3 separate regions of the Anser cygnoides genome follow, and regions 1 and 3 are each linked to region 2. The links are chromatin contacts, called in public Hi-C maps. All regions are on one chromosome and are shown on one strand. The core of a region is the stretch at or near the end of the contact, and the rest is flanking DNA. Distances in the headings are between cores, read along the strand shown.

Region 1 (3,300 bases), core at 274-2,773, 240 kb after region 2:
AAGGTTTGTCTGGACAACTCAACAGTGAGTATACCATCAGAAGCCCTTTGTGGTGACACATACCCCACCGACTTCAGCAGGTTTGGGGTCAGCTCCAAAATTCAGGCAAGGAGGACTAAGCTCAAACTGAGTTTTCAGGGGGAGATGGTTGGTAGATCCACCGCACAGATGGCTGGGCGCTTACACAGCCATGTCCATGTTTAAGAAAGGAGGAAAGATGTGTTAGCTACAATAAGCACAGCAGGCTTGGGGGAGGGGGGGAGAAGATGGTCTAAAGAGGTGAATCCTTCAGCTACTGCCATGAGAAGAAGACAATTTTGCAGAGATGTGCCGCAGAAATGTCTTTACCATGTTCCGCTCTGCCTGATCCCCAGAAAACAGAATTGGAAGTGATCCTGCCGCAGGCCCCTGAGGACCATCCTGCTGTCTGGGTATTTTTCCCCCCTGTGAAAATGCTGACAGCTTTCGAAGTGGCAAGCTGTTAGCACTGCATTAGCAGCCCCACAGGGTGTGAATGTGTGACACACAGCGGCAGGAAGTGCTCAACATAAGATGTGGTGATAACCGGACCTTTCTTCCAGGAAGACAAGGTCATGTGGTCTCGTATGTGAGTAACCCAGGTTATGAATACCCAAGGTATAACACTCCGCGATATGGGGCCCTTTCTCTGCTGGGCACCCCAGGGCTCTTCAGAAATGTCACAAAAGGGAGTGTTCCCCTCCACGGCTGATGTGAACACGGTGCTGAGATAAACCACAGAGAGACGACAGTGTCCAGCAGTACCAGAGTCATACCGAAGCTAAACTTGAGTGCTGTGTGGAAGATATTTGAGCTAACCACCCCATACACGAGTCCTCTCCTTATCTTAAGCTGTAGACAGCAAATATAGCTGTCACATATCTCATCTGCCTCTTTCCAAGATGCCTCGTTTACAAATACGCAACATCATCCTCCACCCCTTCCCACCTTCCTTCTTTTCACCATGGGAAATAAAAAGCGTATTTGCAGTAAAGGAATTCCTCTGAAGTCAGATCTGATCAAGATTTTGGGTCCTTGGTTGATTCAAAAAGCTGCGGTGATAGATGTGGTATGCTTGCTTAGACAGATCAGATTGAAATAATATATATTGTGTTCTGCTGAAAACACCAGAGAAGGAACTTGCCTTTTTCCAGTAAAGATGGATACAAAAAGGTAAGATCTCTGGGAAATACCCTCAGCTGGGTTCTGACCCACCGCGGCAAGCCCTCATAGTGTAAGTTCAGGAAAGCCATACAGGTATACACATACGCCTAAAGATGAAGCTAGTCCTCGGTTATCTAGGGAAATTCTGGCTCAAAGCCACTTCTGAAAATGAAATCTAGTCCCTTCAATCTCTTAGGCAGTTCTGAAAGCATTTCTTATTGTCACTGCGTGCCTCAGTTTCTTACACGTACAGCAGTGAGTTAGTCAGGATAACCACATCGACACATTCCCAGTCAAACACTGGAGCTTTTCATCTACATTTAACATTTTTCTACTAGAATCCTACACAAGGTAACTGCAGCAATAACTTTTGGTCTTCTCACAGTCCCAGATTAAACCTGAACTGGTGACAGACCTGGGAGCAGCTACCCCTGCCTGGCTGCCAAAATGGGCCCTGGCCCAAATGAGCTCGTCCCCAGACCAACCCCAGTGGCTGGAGCTCAGCCCCAGGTCAAAAGTAGTCCGTGTGCCCTTCCCCCCCTGCTTTATTGACAGGATAACTCTATTTACTTTGTTCTGGCTGGAGCACAGTTGCTTTTTGTGAAAAGCGAGGGGCAGTAAGCAGAAGACGGAGCGGCAAGGCAGGGGGGGAGGACCCGGGGACAGAAGACATCAGATGCTGCAGGAAGGTGGCACAACCGACTGTGGGGAGCCCAGTGTCAGGAAGGTGGGCAGCGAGGAGCCCAGGAAGACCAGAGGGAGCGTTGCAGGTCAGGACTGACAGATGCCGTGCTTCGCTTTCATCTGCATGACCGCTGCTGGATCTGGACCCGCTGTCTAGCTCCGTCTTCCCTCCTTCAGGACATCTACGCCTGTCAGCCAGGGGCTGCTCCATCCCTGTGCCAAGGAGCTCTGCCTGCTGACACCCAATGGGACCAAGGAGGGTGGCTAAGACATACAACAGTCGCTCAGCAACTCCTCGTCCCCTGGGGAGGACAACATAAGCTGCCTGCGCCAGCCTCCTGGGTTGTTCTTCTCAGCACAGCAGGAGGTGCTCCTAACCTGACTTTTTCCAGGCTCCCCCCTGCAGATCTTCTCCCCCTGCAAGCCTTCAAAATCTCCATTTCAAGAAAAAAAAAAAAAAAAAGCAAGCCATTGTACGGGGTGTGCTGACCCACCACGGCAGAACGGTGTGGGACAAAGGCCAAGCCGAAGGGACATGGCATCAAATTATTGATCGCTGAGGAGACCTTGAGCTTGGGTAAATAGATATCCTCCTCTCTCTCTCTTCCCATGCATGTGTAAGCGGGCTTGCGTGGGGGGTGTGGGCCCGGCCTCACAGGCGGCAGCAGGTTTCAAAGGTAGGTCTGCAGCTCTGGGGGAAACCCCAGTGCCTACAATTAAATCTTCAAAAAAAAGAGGTTCTTCTATTGTTGTTTCCTGCCCTCCTCCCCCCGCCCCTCGGTTTGCGGTTCTTTGCTTACGCCTGCTGTTTCTGAAAGGATCCTATGGTAGTGGAGAGGTGCTCCTGCCTCTCTGGAAGGGTGCATCAGAGGAAGCAGACGTGCCGCCGTTTGTAGGAGTGCTGATGTTCACCAAGCTACGTTTGATTTTCTGGAGGGAGTCACTTGGTGCTTATGTTCTGTGAGCACATTGCTGTGCCGCAAGCCAGCCTGGAGGGTTCGGGGCTCAGTAAAAGGTGGGAGAGTAAGGAGGCTGAACAACCCCTGCCCTGTGAATGTCCCAGGGCACCTACACAGGCTAAAAGGGGTGTGAGGCCAACCACCTCCTCCTACCTCTGCAGCACGTCCCTGCTGTGCGTTCATCTCGGCGCAGACAGGCACCGCTGGGTGAGCGCACAGCTCGCAGGCACGTAGGCAGGGCGCAGGCATTCCCCAAGAGCTCCGCGCCCTCCCACGTGGATGTGCTCATATCCCGTTCCTCTCCAGCCACACACACAAAGCTTTTGGGGACAGCAGTGAGGTTAGAAGGCAGTAGGTGACTGGAGAGGAAAGGAGAAGGAGGGTGGGTGAGATAAGATGGCTCTCTTGGGTGATGGCACTTCTTCCTTATCTTCAGCATCTGGGGCTGACAGGAGGGGCGCAGTCAGAAGAAAGC
Region 2 (3,551 bases), core at 232-2,731:
GGCGAGGGGACCCCTGTCTGGCCGTCCGTCCGTCTGTCCGCCTGCCCACCTTCCCTTCCCCGTCACCCTCTCCCCTCCTGCAGGAAGCCCCCTCGCCTCGAGGGCTGGGAGCCTCCTCCTCCCTCCCCGGCCTCCCCCGTGTCCCCCCCGAAGCCGAGCTGGTTTCCACTGGTTTTCCACTCGCCAGGAATGGCCGGAGCTGCTCTGCTCGCTGGGAAGAACGGAAACCAACAAGGGAGGGAGGATGGGGGGGAAATAATCCAGATGTCTCGTTGGCTGGAGCTGCTGAAAGCAGCCTCTTCTCTCCCCCCCCCCAGCCCCCCCAACCCCTCCTTCTTGCACACACCCCACGGGGACACTCTCCGAAGAGGGAGAGGAGATGTTTGGGGTGGTCTCGACAAGGGTTGGAAATAGCTGTGGGCGGCCGGGAAGCCTTTCCAAGCCTTCCAAAAATCTCCGAGTGCCCCAAATCTCCCTCTCCCCGCAGGAGGAGGAGGAGAGGCAGAGGCTCCGCCGGCTTCTCACTTTGTTCTGGGACGGGGGAAGCCGTCAGGAGCGGGGTTTTGGGTGGGAAGGGGGCGATGGGCCGGGCTGGGGCTCCCTCAGCAGTCCTGGAGCGGTGCCGGGCAGTGGGCGGACAAGCCCGAGTCCAGCTCCCGAGCTGCCTGCTGCTATATATATATATTTATATCTCTGCCTGTAATGAGGGTATTTTTCCAAGCAGGCACCCTGGGATGTGGAAGGAGGCTGGCGCTCCATGCAGTTTAAAGCCATCCCCTCCCTGCTCCCTCTCATGCTCCGACACCCCAAAATTGTGGCTCCCTGGGGTGTTCAGAGCTGGGTGAGGGCGGTAGCAGCGGGAGGGCACCCTGCTCCTTTCCCCCATCCTCGGGGCCCTCTCCTTGTCCCGTTCCTCTCCTCACTCCCCTTTCCTCGCTCCCGCTTTCCCTTATTTCCTCCCTGTTTCCCGTCGCATTCCTGCCTTCTTCTGCCTTTCTTCTTCCACATCCTCCCCGTCTCCCTCGCCTTGCCACCCCTCCCGCTTCTCCCACCTCCTTGTTCCCCCTCTTACCGCCCTCTCCCCCCTCCCTTCCCTTCCCCTCCGAAACACCCTCCGGCTCTCCGCACGTCGAAATCAAAACTTTCAGGCTTTACCTCTTACGAACCGGGGCGACTTTTTTGTGTTTTTTTTTGTCCCGTCCTCTGGCCGAAAAGTTGGGAGACGCTCCCTGCGCGCCCCTCCAGCCGGCTGGGAGGGCAAGCGGCGGTGCGTCCCAGCGGGGAAAGGGAAGGGGATGCGTGCCCCCCCTTTTCCCACGCCTGTCCCCCCCAAGGCTGGCTCCCCAAGGCTGCTCTTTGGGTGCCTGACGCCCCGGTGCCACGGGAGCGAGGGAGCGAAGCTGGCGGGGAGGGGACGCGGGAAGGAGGGGGCGGGCTGCGGCACCGCCGAGCCAATCCTCGCCCCGGCACGGAGACCGGAGAAAATGAGATTTATTCCAACTATCCAGGACAGAAAACTTCAGGAACTTCTCTGCCTTCCCCCCCCCGGCTCCCCGCCCCACTTCCCCAGTGCCATTTCCCTTCCTCCGGCGCTGGGCTGCCTCCTGCTTGCCCCGCTCTCTTTCTTCAGCGAATTTGGGGGAAGGGGAAAAGCCAGGTCTCTGCTAAGCTTGTTGGGAAAACCGGGCAGAAGGAAAGGACTTTGCGTGATGTGTGTGAAAGCCCTGGTAATAACACGGGGTTGTCCCAGCCTGTGTCGGATGGGAAGCCCCCAGCGCCCACGGTACAGCGCTGCCGACTCGAATGGGGAGAGGGACCCCAAGCCTGGGGGTGCACAGTCACGCCAGGACCCATGGGTGGTGTAGGGTGAGTGTTGGTGGGGTAGAAGCCTCTCTGAAGGCAGTGTGGGTCAGATAGGTACCACAGGCTCAGGACAAGAAATATGAGGTCAGGACAAGCATTACAGGGTCAGGACAAGCATTACGGGTTCAAAACAAGCGTTATGGGGTCAGGACAAGCATTACAGGGTCAGGACAAGTGTTATGTCAGAGGCACTGTGGTAGGTTCAAGGAGGTGCTCTGCTCCTTCATGCTATGAGCTTCTGCCCACCCATGGGACACTGCATCCCTCTGGCATCACGCTTTGTTCCTTGACGGTCCCTTATCAGTGCCACCGGGGGGCAACCTGCTGGTGGGCACAGCATTGCCAGTGTCACTGGTGACCCCGTGGCCTGGAGATGAGGCTCGGAGGCTCTGCCGGGGGTGTTCGGCCAGACACAAGCACTGTTCGTGGCCCTGTGGAGGAGAAGGGAGGTGTCTCCGTTGGTGGAGGCGAGATGAGACTTGTTGGGGTTGAGCAGGGCCTGGATGAAGGGATGACAAGATGTCTGCGGAGGAGATGTCAAAATGGAGCCTGGCCTCTTGCTCGGCTCGGGTGGCCCTGCCGAGGTGCCCTGGGCAGGACGGGCACCGTGTCCTTGGTCATCCAGCTCAGCTCAGGTTCTGCTCACTTCTGGAAAGGAGTCGGCCATGGCTTCTCACCGCTGCTGCTCACCCCAGGACCACCACTGCTGGTAGAAGGTCTTATTTTGCTTGAACATCTCCTGGAATGCTTGCTTCTTGAGGATTATCCTTCCCAAGGAGTAACCCCAAGCTGGATTTTGGCGTGTGTGCTACTTGAGAGAAGGAGGGGAAGCTGTTTGCTGGAGGCAGGCTCTGTGCCACTTTCCAGCAGACCAGCTTGGTGCTTTCCTCTTCGCTCGGAGGCTTGCAGTAGGGTTTTGGCACATCGTCAGCCTCTCAGCCCCAGGCTGCTCCCCTGTGAAATGGGGTAGTTGCCTTTTCTGCCTTCCGTGGAAGCCAAATATGATGGTGAAGACAAGCACAAGCCTTGTGCATTTTAGTCCAGACCTACTTCTAGCAGGTCTGCATCTTGGATTGAGATGGGAACTCAGGGCTGAAGTGGACAGAGCTGCGCCACCAGTGGGAAAAGGAGAAACCACGACCTCCATCCTCCCAGCTTGCCAGGGCTATAGGAGGCACCTTTTTCTCATGTGTCCCGCCCAGAGGAAGCCAGCGGGGTGGTGGGAGAGGCTGGGACAGACCCATTCTTCAGCACTTCTCCATCTGCAGCCTGCCAGGGTATCTCTATCCCCATCCCTGTCCCGGTGCCCTGCAGTGGGGGCTGCGGCGGGGAGTGAAGGCAGCCGCCTCTGCCGGGGAATGCAGAACAAATCTCTTCCAGATGGGGCAGGGGCCACGATCTGCTGCTCGTTGTGGGTCGCCTGCTCCTCCTCCTCTTTCTCCTCCTTCTCTTTCTCCTCCTCCTTCTCCTCCTCCTCCTTGCCCGTGCTCAGAGCATCTTTGCATACTGGGCCAGGGCTTGCTCCATTTCCAGGAAAGCCTCTGGAAACCCCCCTCTTCTCAATCCTCCCAGAGCCAGGCTGTCAGGTTTTATCCCTTCGGGGATGGCGTTGGAGCGGGTTGGAGCCCTCCAGGGTATATATACGCCGGCTCTGGGACTCAGCATCCACCCTGGCCATGGGAGGTGGA
Region 3 (3,400 bases), core at 774-3,273, 130 kb before region 2:
TCAGCTATCAGCAAATCTTTACTCAACTAACGAAAAGCAAGGATTTTAAGCTTCCCTAAAAGTAACTTGACTCATACTTCATAAACCTTTCCAAACTTGTTTTGCAAAAATTATGGAACCACTAATGCTACTGTGGCAGGAAGATTTGGCAAGTTTTCTTGCACAGAGAAGCCAGTGTACGACCAAAAGGAAGACACGGGGCAAATACTCACGCTGACTTTGGCATAGATGTGCCTATAATACAGCTCCTTGTACAGGATGAGGAAAACTGCATCTGTGAAAGGTGAGAGAACTGAACGTTAGCAAACCACAAGGCTTAGGCAACTGGAACTCTCAGAGATGCTGGTGATGCTCTTACTGGCACAGCAATAAAGAGAGGCAAAAGAGGACACTTTGCTCAGTTTTGACTTCCTGACAGGCATCTACTGATAGAGCTGCCGCAGTGAGCAAAGATGAGCAACTCAGAAATCAGCGACAGCGTGCTCCAGCTCACTAATAAATCAGAAGTGATTTAGTTCCTTAGCTCTCTGATAAAGAAAGAGGAAGAAATGCTTACCATTTCCAACCTGGGGGGCAATGGCCTCCGCCTCTGGCCATGGGGTGTTCTTGAAAAACCTTTCTGTCAGCTTTGTCCAGCTGAAATACAGACACACACATGGCTTGAGAAACCGTTTAGCAGTACCAGAGAGCGGGAGTTAGGAGTTTGCAATACAGAAGGCTTGGACTTGACGGGAAGCAGAGCAACATCCCCCTTTATTAAGACCAGTGTTGAAGCAAATAAGGGCAAACAGAGAAATTAAATTCTTTAATTTGTCCGTAAAGTATGGAACAATTGCATGTGTTACTTTTACATTCTCTTTATGGTAAAGTAACGCAGCTACAGGCACAAACGGGAGCACCTGTAGAGAACGGATGTGATTATAGCTCGTCGCTTTCTGCAAACCGGCACTGCTGGGCTCACTTTTTGCTGCCAACATCCCACGGGACCTATATGTTCTTTCAGGTGGGTCACAACTCCCTTAGACTTATGTTAAACTAATGGCCTAGAAATATGTTTTTGTCTCGTTTTTCCGATTTAATTCAAGCCGCGGGCTGTATTTTAAAGAAAACCCAGAGCTGGAACAAGACCATTAGTGATTCCTTAAACAAACTGGGAGTGATTTCAACCAGTTTTGAGGGGCGATTCTCCCCCGTGGGAAGGCCGGCCTGGTACCTGTTCTCGTAGATGTCCTGGATCTCGTACACCTTCTGGTCGATGACGTCGCTGGAGACGCGGCTGGCCTGCAGCTCGTACACCTTCTGGTCGATGAGATCCGACACGGTCTTGTGGAAGTACTGGATGAAGTTTTTGATCACCTCGGGGATCACCTGGTAGGTCTGCTGCTCGTACTGCCGCTCGTAGGCCAGGTCCTGCTTCGGGTCCCCTGCGAGGGGCAGAGAGAGAGGCGGTTATGGGGGGGAGGGGGGGTACGTGTGGCAGCCCCCCCAGGGCCTGCTCGCCCCCCTCCCGGCGGGCTGCGGCCCGCACTCACCCGTGTGCAGGTCGTAGTCGGCCGAGTAGGCGTACGGGTCGTAGGCGGCCTAAGGGAGAGAAGTCACCGACGTGAGCCCCGATCCGGATCGGAATCCGGATCCCGATCCCGATCCCAATTCGGATCCCGATCCGGATTCAGGATCCGGATTCCGATCCCGATTCGGGTCCAGCCCGGCCCCCCACCCCCTCGCGCCCCCCTCACATCGTTGTCGTAGTCCTCGCCCGGGTAGGCCATGGCGGCGGCGAGGCAGGAAGGAAGAAGGCCGGGCAACCCGGCGTACGGCTACGGCTGAGGTGAGAGGCCGCGCGCTCTCATTGGTTGAACTAACCGTCTGTCTTCAACTCTTCTCTCTTATTGGATAAACCGCCTGCCCATCATCCACTCCCAGCTCCCGCCTCCGCGGCTGCACCCGGAGCGTGCTGCGCCTCCGATTGGCCGAGCCGAGCCGTTGCCATGGCGACGGGCTAGTCCCGCCCCCCGGCGGCCCGGCCCGCTCCGTGAGGGGATGGAGGAGGGCGGCGGCGGCGGCGGCGGCTCGGGGCCGGCAGCGGGGCCAGGCCCGGGGCTGGGCCCGGCGGCGGCGGCGGCGGCGGCGGCGGGGGGCGGCCCGCTGGGCTGCCTGCACGTCCTGTGGCAGCGGGACGAGCCCGCCGGCAAGATCCCGGCCCGCCGCCTGCGCAGGGCCGCCCGCCTCCACCGCCGCCTGGGGCCTACGGGCAAGGAGAGCCACGGTGAGGGGGGCCGGGAGGGGAGCGGAGGGGGGTCTGCGGCGGGCCCGGGGGGAGCTTCCCGGCCTTCCCCCCCCGGGCCTGCACGGTAACGGCCGGCTTCTCTCCACAGCGCTGAAGAGGCTGCGCGAAGCCGCCAACGGGAACGATTTGGATACAGGTGAGGCGCCGGGCTGCATAAGGCAGCGTGGCGCTGATCGATCGGCCCCTTGTCATCGCCTGGCCTGCTCTGTGCTGTTCCCTCGGCCGAACTGCGCGCCAGGCCCTGCTGTGAAGGGAGCTGGAAGCTGAGCTGGCGTGTGGGAGCGCCTGAAATGTCAGACGGGGGGTTGTCGGGCACCCTTCAACTCCAAAATATGCCCGGCATCACAAACTGAGGGGTACAGCGACCTGTGAGCTCTGTCAGGGCAGGAAGGACGTAGCTTGGTTTCAGTCACCGAGTCAAAATGAAGACTGAAAGAGTCAGGCTTTATGAAAATCCTGTTTCTTTCACTTTAGTTCTGGACCTGTACTTGATACGCCGTTTCCCCTGTTTATAATCCTGAGGTGTTCCGTGTACCCCACAGCTTGAGGAAAAGTAGGCAGCTCTGCTGGAGAAGCAGCTGGGTGGAAGAGCAAGGGGAACAACTGCAAGTAGATGATGATAAGGCTACCGGGGCTGTTCGTTAGCTCACTTCCATACATCATCTCTTAACTTATCTCTTATCTTATTCATACTGCCACTTGTAGGGCAAAAACTAGGGCTACCAGTCAGTAGCCGCCACTCTTAGGGCAAAAACTAGGAGCTGCAGGTGAACCCAGGAAGTGACCTGTTCAAAACAGATGCGAAGAGGTAGTTTTTCCTCACTGGGTGGAGTTACGCTGTGAAACTTGTCACCGTGGGTCCACACTGATGGGCAAAGTTCATGCAGATGCAAAAAACGACTGCAGAAATCTGTGAAGACAGCCCGTGGAGGGCTGTTGACCACACGTTGCTATTTCTGGCTTGGGAAGTGCCTGAGATACAGATGACTCAAGGCTGTGAGAGCTAGCCTCGCATCCTTGGCATCATTTTATACTCCATTTGCTGCTGATTGTTCTTGGAGCCTGAATATTTGGCTAGACAGATCTTGAGCATTAGCCATTACAGCCGTTGGG

What was found. A called contact is a pair of places that touch in the nucleus more often than the background predicts.
Region 1: a contact with region 2 is called in a Hi-C map of liver, with 20 times the contacts expected there. The contact joins the promoter of TMPRSS6 here to the promoter of CDC42EP1 in region 2. A contact is called at or near these places in 2 of 7 Hi-C or Micro-C datasets (both in liver).
Region 3: a contact with region 2 is called in a Hi-C map of liver, with 6 times the contacts expected there. The contact joins the promoter of ANKRD54 here to the promoter of CDC42EP1 in region 2. A contact is called at or near these places in 2 of 7 Hi-C or Micro-C datasets (both in liver).

What each region holds. Positions count from the first base shown.
Region 1 is chr1:56,228,660-56,231,959 of Taihu_goose_T2T_genome, forward strand. TMPRSS6 (transmembrane serine protease 6) reads left to right here and starts at 1,524. Exons shown (of 18, transcript XM_013180815.3): 1 at 1,524-2,443.
Region 2 is chr1:55,989,527-55,993,077 of Taihu_goose_T2T_genome, forward strand. It overlaps CDC42EP1 (CDC42 effector protein 1), which reads right to left and starts at 1,482. Exons shown (of 3, transcript XM_013181105.3): 1 at 1,156-1,482.
Region 3 is chr1:55,858,323-55,861,722 of Taihu_goose_T2T_genome, forward strand. It overlaps ANKRD54 (ankyrin repeat domain 54), which reads left to right and starts at 2,024. Exons shown (of 8, transcript XM_066996439.1): 1 at 2,024-2,266; 2 at 2,376-2,423. The coding sequence starts at 2,041. It overlaps EIF3L (eukaryotic translation initiation factor 3 subunit L), which reads right to left and starts at 1,847. Exons shown (of 13, transcript XM_066996413.1): 1 at 1,737-1,847; 2 at 1,533-1,581; 3 at 1,214-1,424; 4 at 557-636; 5 at 213-274. The coding sequence starts at 1,769.